Regions from separate parts of the Mus musculus genome. Here all the other regions are linked to region 1. A link is a contact called in public promoter capture Hi-C data. All regions are on one chromosome and are shown on one strand. Each heading gives the region's core, a stretch centred on a gene start, on an enhancer-like site or on the middle of the called end of the contact. The rest is flanking DNA. Distances are from core to core; before and after follow the strand shown. Region 1 holds the start of 4930550C14Rik (RIKEN cDNA 4930550C14 gene). Region 2 has its middle 32 kb from the start of Fdx1. Region 3 holds the start of Zc3h12c (zinc finger CCCH type containing 12C). Region 4 holds the start of Acsbg1 (acyl-CoA synthetase bubblegum family member 1). Region 5 holds the start of Cib2 (calcium and integrin binding family member 2).

Evidence for each region. Promoter capture Hi-C pulls out the DNA fragments that hold promoters and counts their contacts. Capture Hi-C pulls out chosen DNA fragments and counts their contacts.
Region 2: a promoter capture Hi-C map of liver shows a contact between it and region 1, with 2.1 times the contacts expected there. The contact joins the enhancer-like site here to the promoter of 4930550C14Rik in region 1. A contact is called at or near these places in 7 of 39 promoter capture datasets (the 3T3-L1 cell line, the C10 cell line, cranial neural crest and 3 more).
Region 3: a promoter capture Hi-C map of adipose tissue shows a contact between it and region 1, with 5 times the contacts expected there. The contact joins the promoter of Zc3h12c here to the promoter of 4930550C14Rik in region 1. A contact is called at or near these places in 10 of 39 promoter capture datasets (the 3T3-L1 cell line, HPC-7-derived erythroid cells, cranial neural crest and 7 more), 2 of 115 datasets of contacts at active chromatin or transcription factors (SST interneurons and astrocytes) and 1 of 9 other capture datasets (adipose tissue).
Region 4: a promoter capture Hi-C map of liver shows a contact between it and region 1, with 1.9 times the contacts expected there. The contact joins the promoter of Acsbg1 here to the promoter of 4930550C14Rik in region 1. A contact is called at or near these places in 3 of 39 promoter capture datasets (cranial neural crest, hippocampal neurons and liver).
Region 5: a contact with region 1 is called in a promoter capture Hi-C map of stem cell-derived epiblast-like cells, with 2.7 times the contacts expected there. The contact joins the promoter of Cib2 here to the promoter of 4930550C14Rik in region 1. A contact is called at or near these places in 3 of 39 promoter capture datasets (liver and stem cell-derived epiblast-like cells).

The regions. Positions count from the first base shown.
Region 1 is chr9:53,403,644-53,406,806 of GRCm38.p6, forward strand. 4930550C14Rik (RIKEN cDNA 4930550C14 gene) reads left to right here and starts at 1,643. Exons shown (of 9, transcript NM_001376944.1): 1 at 1,643-1,969.
Region 2 is chr9:51,993,737-51,996,899 of GRCm38.p6, forward strand. No RefSeq gene overlaps it. Among named protein-coding and RNA genes, the nearest start is that of Fdx1, 32 kb to the left of the region's middle. Within about 2 kb of position 1,700, at least 29 of the 459 cell types and tissues checked have an H3K27ac peak or open chromatin away from gene starts, as enhancers often do. A contact at or near this core is called in liver, where this site is marked.
Region 3 is chr9:52,147,677-52,150,839 of GRCm38.p6, forward strand. Zc3h12c (zinc finger CCCH type containing 12C) reads right to left here and starts at 1,687. Exons shown (of 6, transcript NM_001368810.1): 1 at 1,593-1,687. The coding sequence starts at 1,616.
Region 4 is chr9:54,660,214-54,663,376 of GRCm38.p6, forward strand. Acsbg1 (acyl-CoA synthetase bubblegum family member 1) reads right to left here and starts at 1,672. Exons shown (of 14, transcript NM_053178.2): 1 at 1,336-1,672. The coding sequence starts at 1,457.
Region 5 is chr9:54,558,561-54,561,723 of GRCm38.p6, forward strand. It overlaps Cib2 (calcium and integrin binding family member 2), which reads right to left and starts at 1,630. Exons shown (of 6, transcript NM_019686.6): 1 at 1,408-1,630. The coding sequence starts at 1,458.

The sequences.
Region 1 (3,163 bases), core at 393-2,892:
GACACTCCAGAAGAGGGCATCAGATTTCGTTACAGATGGTTGTGAGCCACCATATGGTTGCTGGAATTTGAACTCAGGACCTTCGGAAGAGCAGTCTGCGCTTTTAATCACTGAGCCATCTCGCCAGCCCCAGCATTGAGGTTTTTGTTGTTGTTGTTGTTTGTTTGTTTTGTTTTTTCAGGGTTTCTTTGTATAGCCCTGGCTGTCCTGGAACTCACTTTGTAGATCAGGCTGCCCTCGAACTCAGAAATTGGCCTGCCTCTGCCTGGGATTAAAGGCATGTGCCACCATGCCTGACTATAATCCCAAATTTTAAGACATGTTAAAATCTCGACTGTGGCTGATTGAGGGAAAGTCCTAACCACAGCCCACAATCCCTTGCCTAAAACACCCAGTCTGCAACGCTGGAGAGGGTCTGTGCCCTGCCCCCAATTCCCCTTGCAGTTCCAAGACAGCCAGGACTACATGGAGAAACCCTGCCTTGGAAAAAAAAAAAAAAAACCCTTATGGAAAAAAAATTTAAACAAAAACAAGAAAATTAATCCTTTTTTTTTTTTTTTTTTTTTTTTTTTTTTTTTTTTACAAAGTGAGTTCCAGGGCAGCCAAAACTACACAGAGAAACCCTGTCTCGAAAAAAAAAAAATTTACTCCTATCTGTGTGCTAACACGTGGCTGGTTCTGACTCCCAGCTTCATGCTCCCAGGAATAAGACTTAGACTCAAAATATATTTACAAATACCTTGGCCATAAAGCCAGGGTTTTCTCTGACTAGATCATAACTTACATAATCGACATAAACCCATTATTTTAACCTACATTTTGCCACATGGCTGGCTATCAATGCTCAGGCACCATGAGTCGGTCTCCTCACATCTTCCCGGGCTATTCTCCCTTGGGACTCTATCCCAGAATCCTTTCTGCCTCCTGGATGTTCCACCTCCCATTTCCTGCCTAAGCCATAGGCCACAGACTTTTTAATTGACAGGTGATGCATCCATACAACACACAAGTATTCTCTCTACGCATGGCCACAGTGTCTTGAAGGAGAACCAAAGCCCAAGGCCCTGTTTATGGAAACTGTGATAATTTTGAAGGTCTTGACATTCACTTTGTCACCGAATTTCCTACAGAGATTCCGCCCCCACCCCCCGTAAAAATGCATTTAGTATGTAAGGAAAATATTTTCCTAGAAGTTCATCTTCCTCACAAATTATGTTCCATGCAAGAACATAGAACTGGGCAGGTCTGAATACTCTTCATTTTACATTGTTACACTCTGACATTGAGGTAATGTCGGCGTGCAGGATATTCAACATTCAAGTCAATAAAGCATGCATTAAATATGCAGTGTGCTTTCGGGTTCTGTGAAGTCCTCTATTTAAAACCCGTGTCAGGCTAAGGAGCTTAAATTTAGAAATAGCGTTAGTCTGAGACCTCATGTTACTTAGGCCTTCAGCAAGGCCCGTCACATGCCCGAGATCTCTCTGAGTTCCTTTCTCAAGTCCTCTGCCTCTATGGCACTGAGACTGGAAGAGAGCGAGATTTCTACCAGAACAAACATCAAAGTGAGAATGGTCAGGGTTGGGGGCGGGGCCTAAGAAGGTTGCTAGGGAAGGAGCTATTAAGTCATTTCCGACTGACTAAGTCGTTACCAAGGAAACAGCGGAGAGCGACAGAGATTGGCAAGTCAAGGGACATGTTCCCTCCCCAGCTCCTTTCTGCTCTGGTGTCTGGTTTGATCTTGGCCTGCTGAAAGACGCTAAATACTCACGATCTTAGTATGCTACCATCCTTCTCCATGCTCTGTTCCCCAAACCCCTCTCCTGGCACAGTTGCTCTGCTGTGATGGAAAAGCTTTCCTCTACCTCACCAACCCCCACTCCAGCCTCGCCCTAACTCAGGAGCTGCAGCTTCGGGGATATTGCTAACCCACCTCTCGCATTGGGTTTCCTCCACCCTGTTAAATGCAGTATGTGGTTTTAGATTTTTCTCCCTAAAATATTTAGAGATGGAGGGAGCATTCTAAAGGGTACATGCTTAGGATTTCTGTCTTGTCCCTCAGTATCAAGATGTATAGGTAAAGAGGAATAGCAAAATCGTGAAGACACATTTGCTGAAAAAAATAAAATTTAGTAAAGAGAACGGGAATACGGGTTTGGAGTTGGAGGAAACCACAGGACAAGGGTGTCCACTTGCAGGGCTCCCTCTGAATCCCAGCACAGGGCTATTGGTTTGAGACTGGCTGGTAGTCCTCTCCTAATTGGCAGTTCGCACCTGGGTGTAGTAAAGTCCTGACTTAAGCAATGGTTTCCTTGTGCTCCTTGGGTCTTAGAATTGAAGTATTTCCCACGTGGTTTGAAGCCTCATAGCAAACGGTTCTGCTCTGAATCATAAGTTTCCTTTACCCTCTCCTGCGCCTTTCATCTCTCCTTCTCTAACAATATTTTCACGTTTTAGTGCCTCATATTTAAAAAAGACAAGCCCTCTTGAGTCCAGCCTCATCTTCTGGCTACTGTGTCCCTGCTTCCACATAACAGCCCAGAGCCTACTTTGTCAATTCCTCAACAACCTCGGTCTTTTGCTCTGCGGCTCCACTGCTGGTAATCAGCAGTTAGGTCTCTCTCTCTCATTTTTGACTGTACTCATGCACATTTACCTGACCTGCCATTTAGTACACTAGCAACATTTAGTATAGTTGAACGTGCCAAGGCTTTTTGGTCTTCTTTCTCCTTTCACGAAGTGCCTTTGTTCCTCGGGATCGTTTCTGCGTTGCTGTGCTAGTCACGACAGAATGGCAATGCACACGCTACACCTTTAATTTGCATCATTAACACATCGCCATAGATCCTTAAATCTTAAGTCAACTAGAAAAAGTCATAAATACCGATTTAAAACATTTGATAGTTTTCACAATGCAAATACTCTTAGGGCCAGTCTTATAGCCTCAGAACTTGAGAGAAGCTGGGCAAGGTTAACCCCTAGTCTCTTCCTTATCGTTATTGTTATTGCTGTTGTTTTGCGATTCTTCTGGAAGTGTCAGGCAAACACTCTTTCCCTGAGCTACAGCTCCGGCCCTTCCTCTTCCCACCATGTAGGTTCAATTATCAGCTCAAGTGCAACGCAACAGTTAATTGCTGGAGATTTCAAAAAAAAAAAAAAGTCT
Region 2 (3,163 bases), core at 450-2,949, 1.4 Mb before region 1:
GTTATAGACTTGTGAGCTGCCACTTGGGTGCTGGGACTCAAATGCAGGTCTTCTGGGAGAGCAGCCAGTGTTTTTAGCTGCTGAACTGTCTCTAGAGCCCCTGTTCTGTAATTATGTACAGATGTCAATAATGAATGTTGACCTGTAACAAGGCCCTTTCTACATGATTGGGTCAGTGTTAAAGAATAATTTTAAATAATCAAAATTTGTCCTGTATGCTGAGTACTATGATTATGGTCATTTTAAGGCTCAGAAAACTGAGGTTTAGAAACTGTAAATATTTGTTCAAGGTTCATGAGTGACAGAGCCCTGATTGTTTTTTAACTAGGAATTGAACCTAAGCTTTCCCACATGCAGGCTACCGCTGAGCTAGCTCCTCAGCCAGATCTGATCTTGCTTTACTCATCTGAGTGCATGGTTCATTTCGTGGTTAGGGTTCTGTTTTGTGCAATCAGACATTTTGTATTCTTTTTGTCTTAAGTACTTCTTTAAATACTCTTTTAAAGATGGGGATCTCAAGTAGAGGACTCTAAATTATAAGGGCTTGGGGTGTGGCTCAGAGACAAAGTTTAGTAATAGAAAAATACTGGATTCAACCCCAAGAACCAAGGAGAAAAGGAGAAGAAATGCCATTTATGTGTTTGGGATTGAGAGTTCATTGGTACTTCTTAGAGAACTGTACAGAAGACAGAGCCTCAGCAAGTGTCTACTCATACCTAGCTGTAGAATTGGGGTGTCACGCCTAATTTTGGGGAAAGGGGCAGAGAACACACTAGTAGCCACAAACAGATAATTCTATAAGGTAATCTTAATGTCACTTTAAATTCTTTATTTTAAACTTTTCTCTTCTGTCTATCTATCAATCTATCTACCTATCATTTGCTTGTTTGGTTGGTTGGTTTTTCAGTTTTTCAAGATAGGGTTTCTCTGTACAGCCCTGGCTGTCCTAGAACTCCCTCTGTAGCATACTGGCCTTGAACTCAGAGATCCATCTGCCTCTCTGCCTCTCTGCCTCTCTGCCTCTCTGCCTCTCTGCCTCTCTGCCTCTCTGCCTCTCTGCCTCTGCCTCTGCCTCTGCCTCCGCCTCCTGAGTGCTCTGATTAAAGCCTTGTGCCACTACCACCCATCAACATTATTTTTTAATAATTATTAACAGAGTAAAACATAATCAAGCATGAAATCCAGAAATTTGCTGATAACTTATGGAAGACTAACTTCTTCAAAAGGATTGTCTGGATGAGTAATTTTCTTTACGTTGTAAATGTACGTGGAAGTGTAGATTCATATATATGCCTACACACAGTGTCACCACCTACATGTGGAGATCACAGGACAACTCAAACTCAGCTGGTCAGGCTTGGCGGCAAGCACCTTTACCCACTGAGCCATCTCACTGGCCCAACAGATATTTTTAAACAAAACGAAATGATAATACCAATCATGGAGAGAGTGTGGTATCAGCAAAGAAGGAGCTTTGAGAACTTCCTGAAAAAATTCAAAGTGGGTGGACAGGAGAGATGGGTGGGTGAGCAAGCACAGAAGGAGCTGCAGGCCAGGGCACAGGAATGAGCTCTGGGCCTTCCCTGGGGACCCCGGACAGGCTCTGCATTCTGTCAACAATGCTGTGATGGGCTGTGGGGCAATTATCAGTGGCCTCATTACTGAGCTGGATTCTGTGCCTTGGGACATCTGGGCCCCTTTCCCAAGACCTGTGTAAACATAGTGTGGCAGATGAGACTTTGCCCTCAGGATAAGAGCCAGGGTACTGCCTTTTAGAAAGCAAGCAGTCAGCTCAGAGGTTATTTCAAGGGTCTTGTGATCTACTAGAAGACAGGAAGAAACTCCCAAATCTCTATGATAAGCTCAGACAACAGTCAAACAAGCTGAACCTGCCTCTCCACCTCCTCCACAGCTGCCTCAGGCGCTTGCCTGCTCTGCTGCTCTTTCTTAATTGACAGTTGACAATTGTACACATTTATTGGGTGCAGTGTGGTGATTCTGCACATGTACAAAGTGCAATAATTTCTATATCTTTATCATTTCATTTGACGTCTTCAAATCTTTCCTGTATCTCTTGCTAAGATGCATAACAGGACTGGGGAGGTGCCCCAGGCAGTAAAGTTTTTGCTGTAAAGCATGAGGACGTGAGTTCCAATCTCCAGCACCCGTGTACACAGCTAAGGGTGGCGCACACACCTGTAGTCTCAGCACTCTGAGGTGGAGACAGAAAGATTCCTGGGGCTGGCTGGCTAGCCAGTGAGAGGTCTCTTCCCAAAGAAAAAGAATAATGGGGGGGGGCATATTTTGGTATATATGGCAGGCTGTTAGAAATTAAGACTACAGTCTGTGCAACTATGTGACTACTTTGACACATGCTGTCCTTACCCTGCCCTTCCTGGTTGCTATATTCTCTGCCCTTCATTGAAATGACTTTTGTGTCCACTAGAAGTCCTTTAGCGACATCATACAGTATATAAGTCCCACCAACTTGGATAGGATTTCTGTTGATAATTCTATTTAAGGAGAAAAACAGAGCTAAATAATTGGAGAAGAATCCACAAAACTATTTCTATCAAATTGTCTGCTTAATTTCAATTCATTCACAGGAACAAACAAGGAACACCAGACTTATGAGGAAAAAAAAAAAAACCAACAGCACAGAAGTAAAATACAGCAACCTGACCTGCAGGAATGAGATAATTCAAGCAAGAAAGAAAATTATGTTTTTCAAAACCAATCAACTCACAAATGATAATCACATTCCCAGTAAATATATTATTAGCTCATTAAAGACATTAATGTTGAAGTCAATACTAGAAAAATGCTAATTAGGACCAGAGGGGGACTGTTGCAGGAAATATTAAAAAGAACCAACAAGTTTCTGTGCTCCATCCAGCTACTCTCTGCCTGCCAACTCTCTGGCGGGGCCAGATCTCCGGAGTTGTTCTGAGTTCCATTTGCTGCCACGTCAGCCCCATGCAACGACTGTCCACCCCACAGTCAGCCATCACAACACCCAGAAACCTGGTCGAAACAAACCTCTAGAAGCTTATAATTAACAAGTCAGATTTATTTACCAATAAATTCTCAATTCACAAGGTGCCCACCTTGATTAGACAAGTTATCCCAACTATTCTAACCCTGTCTGATATTCATAACTACC
Region 3 (3,163 bases), core at 437-2,936, 1.3 Mb before region 1:
AGCAGGGTCACAGCATCACTACAGAATAGACCAGCTTGTACTTCCAGAGTCACCGGAGAACTCTGAGAAGAAACTGTAAACTTTGTATCACAGAACCATTCTATATGGTGGCTTGTACATTATACCCAGATATAATAAAGATATTCTGTTCTTGAACAAAAAAATACTAGGCAAAAATACAATAAAGACATACCCAGTTTTAAAATATCCATAGACTATCTCTAGATATATCAGAAATTCACTCTTTTTCTTGATAAAGACTATCTAAAACTTAAATAATAGTATTTGTTGAAAAAGAACAAATTATGTTAATTTTGTACATGATGATGAAAAGTGACTTATTCTTTCAGTTGTCAAAAAAAAAATAACTATAGTGGCTAAATGCAGGTTTAGGACATGAAGGGCACTGATCTGAAATTTATTGCATCTACTGGAATTCCTCTATTTAGTAAAAAGATTGTTTGCTAGTTCTCAATAGGCAACTTGGATAACAACTCACCTTAACCTGGGTAAAGCTTGTTTTTATCATTCTAAAGAGCACGATAGTGACCAGGAATATTAGGCCATAAACTTGCTACATCAAATTATTTGTTTGTAAAGTCACAATGCATGAAAGTAGGTTCTGGTTGCTATCCAAATGGTTATACTAGAGAACAATGAGAGTAAAATAATGAATATGTAATAAATACCTACTGCTATGGTCTTCCCGTATTTAATTACCATTGTACTTGAGTGAGCACTGTTGTCTGCACCCCTCTAGCTAACAAAGGAAGGATGTTCCTTTGAACAGATTGGTTAATGTTCTGGGGCAACAGATGTCTACTGGAACTGCAGGAGACCAGCAACTGGTGGCCTGCCTATCTTCTGAAAACTTTCAATAGACTTATGCATATGTTCACACAATGGGGCATGTGGTAGAAACGAAAACCTCTCTTTAACCCTTTATGTTCTTTCGTTCCCTCCCAACTGACAGATGAAAGTCTTTGTCTACTTATCAGCTCCCCATTACAGAACTCTTGAAACTAACTGGGATGGCATCTTCAACCTGATATCTGAAATTAACAGAAGAGGAAAAGAAAGAGAAAGGAACTAAATCCCACACCAATACTGACATTGTTGACAAAGCACCCGAATGCTTAATCATCACCTTTAAAAGCAGCTGTTGGAAACAGCGATCAGTCTCAATCCATCTCTGCAAACTAGACTCTTCACACCACAGAAACAATCCACTGAACCTGACCAGCATTTCACAGGGATGCCGTGAGAAACAAAAGCACTTGACAAGAGAAAATCTAAATTTGTTGTTTAGCAGGAGATTAGAACTTGGGTATAACTTGCCCTAAGCTCCCGAGGATTGCTTAATGCCCAAGGCTTACACGCATTCACAAGCTAAAAGTAAGTGTATGCAAAAACATACAAATATAAAACTCTGCCTCACAGATATATTCTCAGAAAGAACCAGTTTCTCTTAGCATACTGGCACCAACACTTTCCTTTTCTTTTGTGGTGCCTCTTCTCCTGCACAGAGCTGAGATTATAGCCTTTACAGCAAAGTTTAACTTCTAAAAGCAGTAAGTAGCATAGATACTTACGTTAGCAGGAAAATACAAAGACATTGGTTTCTGTGGCAGCTCCAGCAGTAACAACAATTTTAGCTGCAGACTTCCAGGCAGGCAAGAAGAACAATGAGTGGTTGAACAGATGGAATGGCAATGTCTTTGCTTAACCTATTACCGAGTGGAGCAACAGCCAATCACAGGCCAGAAAGCTCACAATTAGTTAGTCAGGCAGATGCAAGACAACCTCAGCACCCTGCGTCAGGTTCATAGGTTCCTAAGATAAGCAAGCTGATGTCATTCTTGGGTCTGCCCCGGGCAGCATGTGTATTAAATGAGGGGTGTGCAGCAACAATAGGCCATACAAAGCTGACTAGTAGGCAGCTGCTCTCTATGCGAGCAGTCATTAGGGAGCAGGCTGCCAACAAGAAACACCTGGCTTGGGCAGACTTCAGCCTTGCCTCTGTTTTTAATGCACGAAAACAATGAAAGCAATTATATTTTAAAGTAGAAAAGTTGCATGTTTCCAAAAAAGTTGAGGCTATATATTAGTCTATTAGTGTTTCATCTTTCTTTGAGAGAGAAAGAAAATGAGGTGTGTCAAAGTAGCAGTTAACTATTGCAGCAATCTCTTATAATAGATCAGTTACTGGTGAAATGAGGCAGAAGTTATAGTTAATCTATTTCTCTGGCTACAGTGGAAAATCTGTACTTTCAAGTATTTGTTAGCTGGCCGGTGGTCCGTGGTGGCGCACACCTTTAATCTCAGCACTGGAGAGGCAGAGGCAGGCGGATTTCTGAGTTCGAGGCCAGCCTGGTCTACAGAGTGAGTTCCAGGACAGCCAGGGCTACACAAAGAAAGCCCGTCTTGGAAAAAAAAAAAAAAAAAAAAAAAAAAAAAAAAAAAAGACAACAAAAAAAGGTATCTGTTAGTGTGTTACAAGATAATAAAACTTAGAGCTGGTGAAAATAGCAAAATCAAAGGCATATGAGTTTACAAATAGAATTAATTTTAAAAGTTCTCTAGAAGTATAGTAAAATAAAATACTAATTTGGTCTAAGTTTGTGAAAAGAAGTAACATAAAAATGTACATTTAGACAAAACTAACTTTAACCTAAAATCATTAGACCAGACCAGCTGAGCTATGAAATATAGCAATGTAAAACTCTCTTATTATAGATACTGGTTAGCTATCTAATTAAGTAAAAACAAAACCTTTTATAACATACTTGCTAAAAATGTATTTCATAAAATTTCAAAGTTGTAATACTCAAATTTAAGTCTAGAATATGTTAGTATTAACAAGAAATACTGGGATAATTTTGAAGGACATCTCAAGTATACTAAATAAGTATCCTCGATTTACTTCCACGATCCACATGACTGCGTATATAATCCTACGGACTACTTGCTTGAGTGCTGCATAGGTTATTTCTTGAGTGAGCTAGGATTATGAAAACATTTAATCCAGATGTCAACACCATAAGACATTGTAGTTATTCCTTGCTGAAAAAAAATCTACAGCTGATCTACTTATGTGATGTAGACTACCCATGTGTGTAGTCTAGAAGCAACACATACACATGTATGTACATCACACATGCAC
Region 4 (3,163 bases), core at 422-2,921, 1.3 Mb after region 1:
TACTCAATGTTGCTCAGAAAGCAGGCGATAGAGCTGACACTCTAACCCTGGCTTCCAGTCCCTGTCTGTCCTGCAGGGACCTCCTGAACCTGTGCTCCTTCCCACGACAGAGTCCTTTGCTGCCCAAGCTGAAGATGGCTCCCAGGTTTGACCACCTCTATCTGTGTTATCAGTGAGGCAGACCTAGAGCCTGTGAGCTCAGATGTTCAAAATTCCTCCCTATTGGCTAAGTCCCTGTCAACATAGACCCGATACATGGACTTCAGCAAACACTGGAGCTACTGACCCTATGCAGAAAGAGATGGGACAAATGGGAAGACTTAACATGCGTGCCCTATTAGGTTCTCTGGACAAACTCACCAGCCCTCACTAAGTGGAACAAGGGACTTTGAAAACCAGCAGACGCTATTCTTCATTTTTGAGAGCTGAACTTTCCAGACATCTGGAAATATCACCTGGGATGTCGGGATGGCCCCTGCTCACTGACCTCATGACATCATGAGTGATGCTACCCAGAATAGACCCAGAACCTCCAGGGCCCAGGCCTTCCTATGCCAAGAGCATAGAATTGTTCAGGGCCACAGTTGCTCCCCTACACTTGCCATCCATACAGGGGGAAGGGATACTGTTTCTAGGTAAACAGCAGCCCACTCTCCTGATGAGTTTGTCCAGGGGACCTAATGGGGCACATTAACATGTCTTCTCATCTGTCACACCTCTTCCCACATAGTCCTTACAAGGACAGTGGTCATGTTCTTGAGCGTTTTCAAACCTTGCAGATTCCTTGTCCTTGACCTACCCTGTAGACAGCCCAGCTGTTTAGCACACTGCTCTCTCTGAGCCCTATCTTCCACTCTTCTGTTCTTGCTCTCTTATGGGACACAAATGCAGTTCCTCCATATCAGAGATAACCTCAATCTCTGTTCAGGTACGGACAGAGAGGGCCAGAGACTTTCCAAGGTCATAGCAGGCTGGAATGGAAACCATGGGTGCTCCCTCGAACTTTTCGGTCATTGCCTGCCCGCTCCTACCATATACCAGGTCACCTCCAACCATGGGGAGACAAAGGAACGTGCTTGCTGACTGAAAAAAAAGTCTTTCTTAATACCAATGTGACTTGTACCTCAGTTGAATCTCTAACGGCCAACAGAGGAACAGACACACTGAATCACACTCCGAAGGATAAATGTCCCTGCCCTGCTCTTTTTCCTTCACAGAGATCTGGCGAAGAAACCGAGACTCAGAAAGAGGGGCAGCTTGCTTCAGGTCCTCCAGCATCACATCGTGATATGGAGCCCCAAGCCCCACGTGCTGACCTTGGAGCACTGAACCCACCTGGTTTGCGAGTTGTCTTGGGAGGTCCCCAAGCTGGCCCCCTGCTGCTGATCATCTCTGCTGTCAGGCATGTTGGAGTCCCTGGACAGACAGCAGTATCCTGCTTCAGAACCGCGTGGCATCTGCTGTGTGCATTCACCGAAGACAGTGCGGTCTCCCACAGTGAGAGGCTGGCCTTGAGGGGGCAGCGGGGGGCGGGCATGGGGCTGAGGTGGGCGGTGCCTGAAGTGACCCGGAGGGCCCCATTTCCTCTCTGTTTTCAGAAGCTCAGAATGTTCCTAGGCAGTAAATTGCTCAGGACTAAAACTTTCCTTTTCTTCCTGGTTTTTCCGCTGCATTCAAGATGAGGAGAATTTCAATGAAGCCAGCCTTCATTTTTATGCAAATTGGCCCCCAGTTCTCCCAGAAGGTCTAGCCAATGGGCTTAGGACTTCTAGGCCCTCAGAAAACCTCTTTACTGTCTTTAAAGGGACACTTTGGAGCAAAGGGGGTTCCCAACACAAATCCAGACTGAGCCTGAGATGGCTGCTGGCCCCAAAGTCCAGCTTCAGCGTGTGTAGCCTCAACATGAACAGATGAATGCAACCCAGGAAGGTTTGCCCCAGTCCCTGGCTCTAGATCCTGTACTGGACACAACAGGAGAGCCACAGCCCCTGCCCACAAAGAGCCCAGTATTGTGAGGACAAGAAAGTGGAATTTCCAATAAAGAGGACTACTGTATAGCTCATAGAAGCATCTACACTAAACAGGCATGAGAGAGAACCCCAAAATGGGGCCATTTGGGGACACCTAGACAGAAGCAAGGGTTTGCCCCTTTAGTTTAAGGAGGAAAGCCTAGTTGGCAGGCAGCCATGAACAGAGAGGCAGGAAATGCACAGGGCAGGCGCTTTTCTCTGAATACCAGAGAGATCCTCTAAGGTGAACTATATATTCATTCCTGTGACTTCCATAATTAAAACAAAGTAAAACAACTATAATCCAGATGGCTTAGAGGAACAAAAATGCATTCTCTCATCCTTCTGGAGGCCAGAGGCCTGAAATCCAGGTGTGAAAGGATCATGGAAGACTGCTGGCCTCTGCCCTAGTTTCTTCAGGTCAGTGCCCCTGCTTGTCCAACTTGGCTTTTACATGCAGTGTCCGTGTCCCCCCTACTCTTCCATGGTTGGCTTCCCCTCTGTCTACATCTCTGTTTCCTTAGAAGGCCATCAAGCATCAGACTAAGGTCCATAGCAATCCTGTATGAATTTATCTTAGCTGATTACACCTGCATAAACCCCATTTCCAAATAAGGCTACTCTCTGATGCTCTGGGAGGAGCATCATTTGGGGGAGACAAAACTTAGTGCAAATTTTGGCAGAGATTCTTATTGTCATTGGGAGAAATCAAGGTTCCCTTTTTGGGTCAATGGTCTTGTTAATAAAGAATTTAAATAGACACAAAAGGAAGCCTGAGAACAATTTTATTATAATTTGGGAGAAAAACAACATGGCAGGTAAGGTTAAAAAATATATATAATATTATATACATATATGTATATATATAAATATGTATATGTGTATGTGTATATATATATATATATATATGTGTGTGTGTGTGTGTGTGTGTGTGTGTCTGTGTGTCTGTGTGTCTGTGTGTCTGTGTGTGTATCCTGACATCTGCCAGAGGAGGGAGATGGAAAGTCAAGTGTAAGTTAAGTATGAGGGTCAGAGAAACAGTGAGTGGTGAAGCAAGCATATTTAGGTTTTTGCCTGGCATCTGAAAAACAGACCAGGAGAAGGAAAAAGAAAAATGGCTGTGGATCTGAATTCATAAGGTTCTATGGGGTTCC
Region 5 (3,163 bases), core at 380-2,879, 1.2 Mb after region 1:
AGTTCTTAACTGAAGGCATGGGCTGAAGCATAGCATTGGGATGGCGGACGGGGGGGGGGGGGGGCAGCGAGCCCTGCGTAGGCACGTGAGAGGATGAGAGAGGAGTGTGCCATGCACATACGTGGCCAGGGCGGTAGCCGAAACTTTGGGCATCTTGCAGGGGCATCTGGCGAGCAGGAAACCGGGCATCTGGCCTCAGGGAGGGAAGACCACCAGACTGCGAAGTTCCAGGAAGCCCAGAGTTACTTGGAAAAGGGAATGTAACCCTGGGGCCCCCATGCGGCCCGGGTTGGGCATGCTAGAGAGCCAGAGGAAAGGAGATGTGGGGCTCTCGTGTTTCATGGCTCTCCTTCCCCTGGCAGGGTCTAGCTGGGCCCTGGCAAAGGATCAGAACTCAACACTGGACTGGGTCTGACCCAATGCCGGGCTGGTCCTAATGGGGATGCAGGCTCCCCACTCTCCCCAGACCACTCTTCTCTCCTGGGTTTGGGCTATTTTGCCTGCATCTACCTCCACTTAAAACGCCTCCTTCCAGAACTTTCTGGCAGAAAAAAAAATCCTGACTTCCCAAGTCCTCATGCAAGCTCTGCACTCTTTCTGAACCTTCTAGTCAAACCAAGAGCTATTGACCTCCCCTGTCCACTAGAGCTCTTCTCAATACATATCCTATCACTTGGGTCACACTGGAGGTAACCGCTCCACGCTAACTGAATATTCACAAAAGTTGCACACATCTAAGATAGGAATACATATGACATAACACTCCTAACCTATTAGGCGATAAAAAGAAGACTCCACAGCTGTTGTTCCCTGAAAGTCCGGAGACATTACATGGTGAGCTAAAGCAACTGAGCAAGACTCTGGGCCAGCCCGGAGATAAGGTTCCCTCGCATACCTACAGAAAAGTTTTCACATGGCTGGGGGCTGTGAGATCATTGATATGGACAGCTAGCTCTGAACTTGGAAGAATCCGGGGTGAAAGGGCTACTAGGATCACAAAATAGGTTAAGAGATGTGGGTACGTAGTTATATAAACAACACACCCCAACCTGTAACCTGCATTTGGGGCCTCTTGTCCTCCCCCTACACCAAGCCCTTTCTGGGATGAGGGTCATGCCCAGTGGGCTGGAAGAAATGACTGGGGTCTAGCTTGGGAGGGCAGAAAGAAGGTCAATAAGGAAGAGAAGACGGGGTGGGTGAGGCGCATCTGACAGAATACTCTAACTGGAATGTTCTAACATTCCCGGGCCTGGGAAACTGAGGCTCGTCAAGGGGAAGTCATCCACCTAAGGCGACGCTGCGCGCTGAAGGTAGCGGCAGGGTTTGAACCTCTGTGAGTCCGCTTTTGCGAGGCCTGGGAAAAGGACAAAAAGGAGGACTACAGGGGCCGCGGCGCGCCGGCTTCACCTGGTAGTTGTCCAGCTGCTCTTCAGTGAAGATGGTCTGCTTGTTCCCCATGGTGACCGCGATGGTATGGGTGGCCGCGGCGTCGTCTCTCGCCCTTTCGAGTGCTGCTTCCCATCGGCGGCGTCTGGAGCCCCGAGCCCGGTGCCCGCGGCCCTTGCCAGCCCGGGAGCGGGCAGCGTCGCCAGCCTAGCCTGGCCCGCTCCGCTGGGTCCCGCAGTTCAGTGGGAGGGGTGCAGGGGCTGGGAGGCAAAGGCGGGGCCGGGGGCGGGGCGGGCCTAGGCGGGGGCGGGGGCCGGATTGGGGCGGAGGCGCAGCCTGGTGGAAGGAGGCGGGGCCCGAGAGGTGACTTCTCCCTGGAGACAGAGGCCTGCTCAGTCTATGCTGCTGCAGCACACTGAGGTGGCCAAGCGGTGGCCTCATAGGGCCGCCTGACTACTGGACACTGAGTGCGCCTCCCGTTCCAACCAGCACACTGACTGGCACCCCGGGTCGGTCCTGGCGATTGTGAGCCTGAAAATCCCATGGATTAGTGTGGTAGAACAGGCACAATCCTCCGGCCTCTGATCCTAGACTGAGAATAGGTGTGTTGTTGAGCTTGCGGGATTACCCAAGTCAGGTCCATCCTCAAAAAGCCGACATACACGCAGTCAAACACTCAAATCATAAAATAACTTTTTAAAAAAGGAAACAGACGAAGCAAACTCTACCTCAGCAGAGGAATGGGCTCTGGTAACAATAGGTTACACTACTCAGTTGGTTCAAGACCTTAAGGAAAGTAACTAGATCACTCCCTACATCCACTCTGCTAAGTGAGGCCTTCACGAAATTTAATAATGCAGGCAGGGTAGAGGAGGTTAACCAATACCCTCCTAAACGATTGGCTATCTTCAGCCGCCCCATCAAGGTGACCGCTAGGAAAAGCCCTCCAGACACACGGAAGTTCAGGAGTCCTGGCAACTCTGGGACCTATCAGTGGCCCACAAGGAAGGCTACTAGCAATGGAGTTGTCCTTACTGTCTATTCTTGGGACAGCTGGGCTGCATGAAACCTGAGTCAAAGGCTCCTGGTGGCTCCGCTGGGAGGCAAGTCCATCATGGGCTGCCAAAACTGAGATTAGCTACATGAGTATGGTCTCCTGTAATCCCAGCCCTCGAGACAGAGGCAGGAAGATCAGAAGTTCAGGGTTATCCTTAGCTGATTCAGGCCAACTTGTAGTACATGAGACTATATCTCAGAAAACAGAATATAGTAACTAAAAGCAATTTAGCTGAGAAATAGTGTAGTGGCAGAGAGCTAGCCTAACATTCATGAGGCCCTGGGTTCAGTCCCTAGCACCACCAAAAAAAAAAACAAACAAAAGCGACATACCAGTATTGTCCAGTTTTGCCTGGCTTACATCACTTTGGGGCCGTGTTGTTCTACTCTTTTTTTTTTTTTTTTTTTTTTAATGAGTACACCATTGCTCTCTTCAGACACACCAGAAGAGGGCATCAGATCCCATTACAGATGGTTGTGAGACACCATGTGGTTTCTAGGAATTGAACTCAGAACCTCTGGAAGAGTAGTCAGTGCTCTTAACTGCTGAGCCATCACTCCAGCCCTCTTTTTTTTTTAAGATTTATTTATTAATTTATTTTATGTATATGAGTACACTGTAGCTGTACAGATGGTTGTGAGCCTTTATGTGGTTGTTGGGAATTGAATTTAGGACCTCTGCTGCTCAGGTTGGCCCTGCTAGCTCAGTCTCTGCTCAATC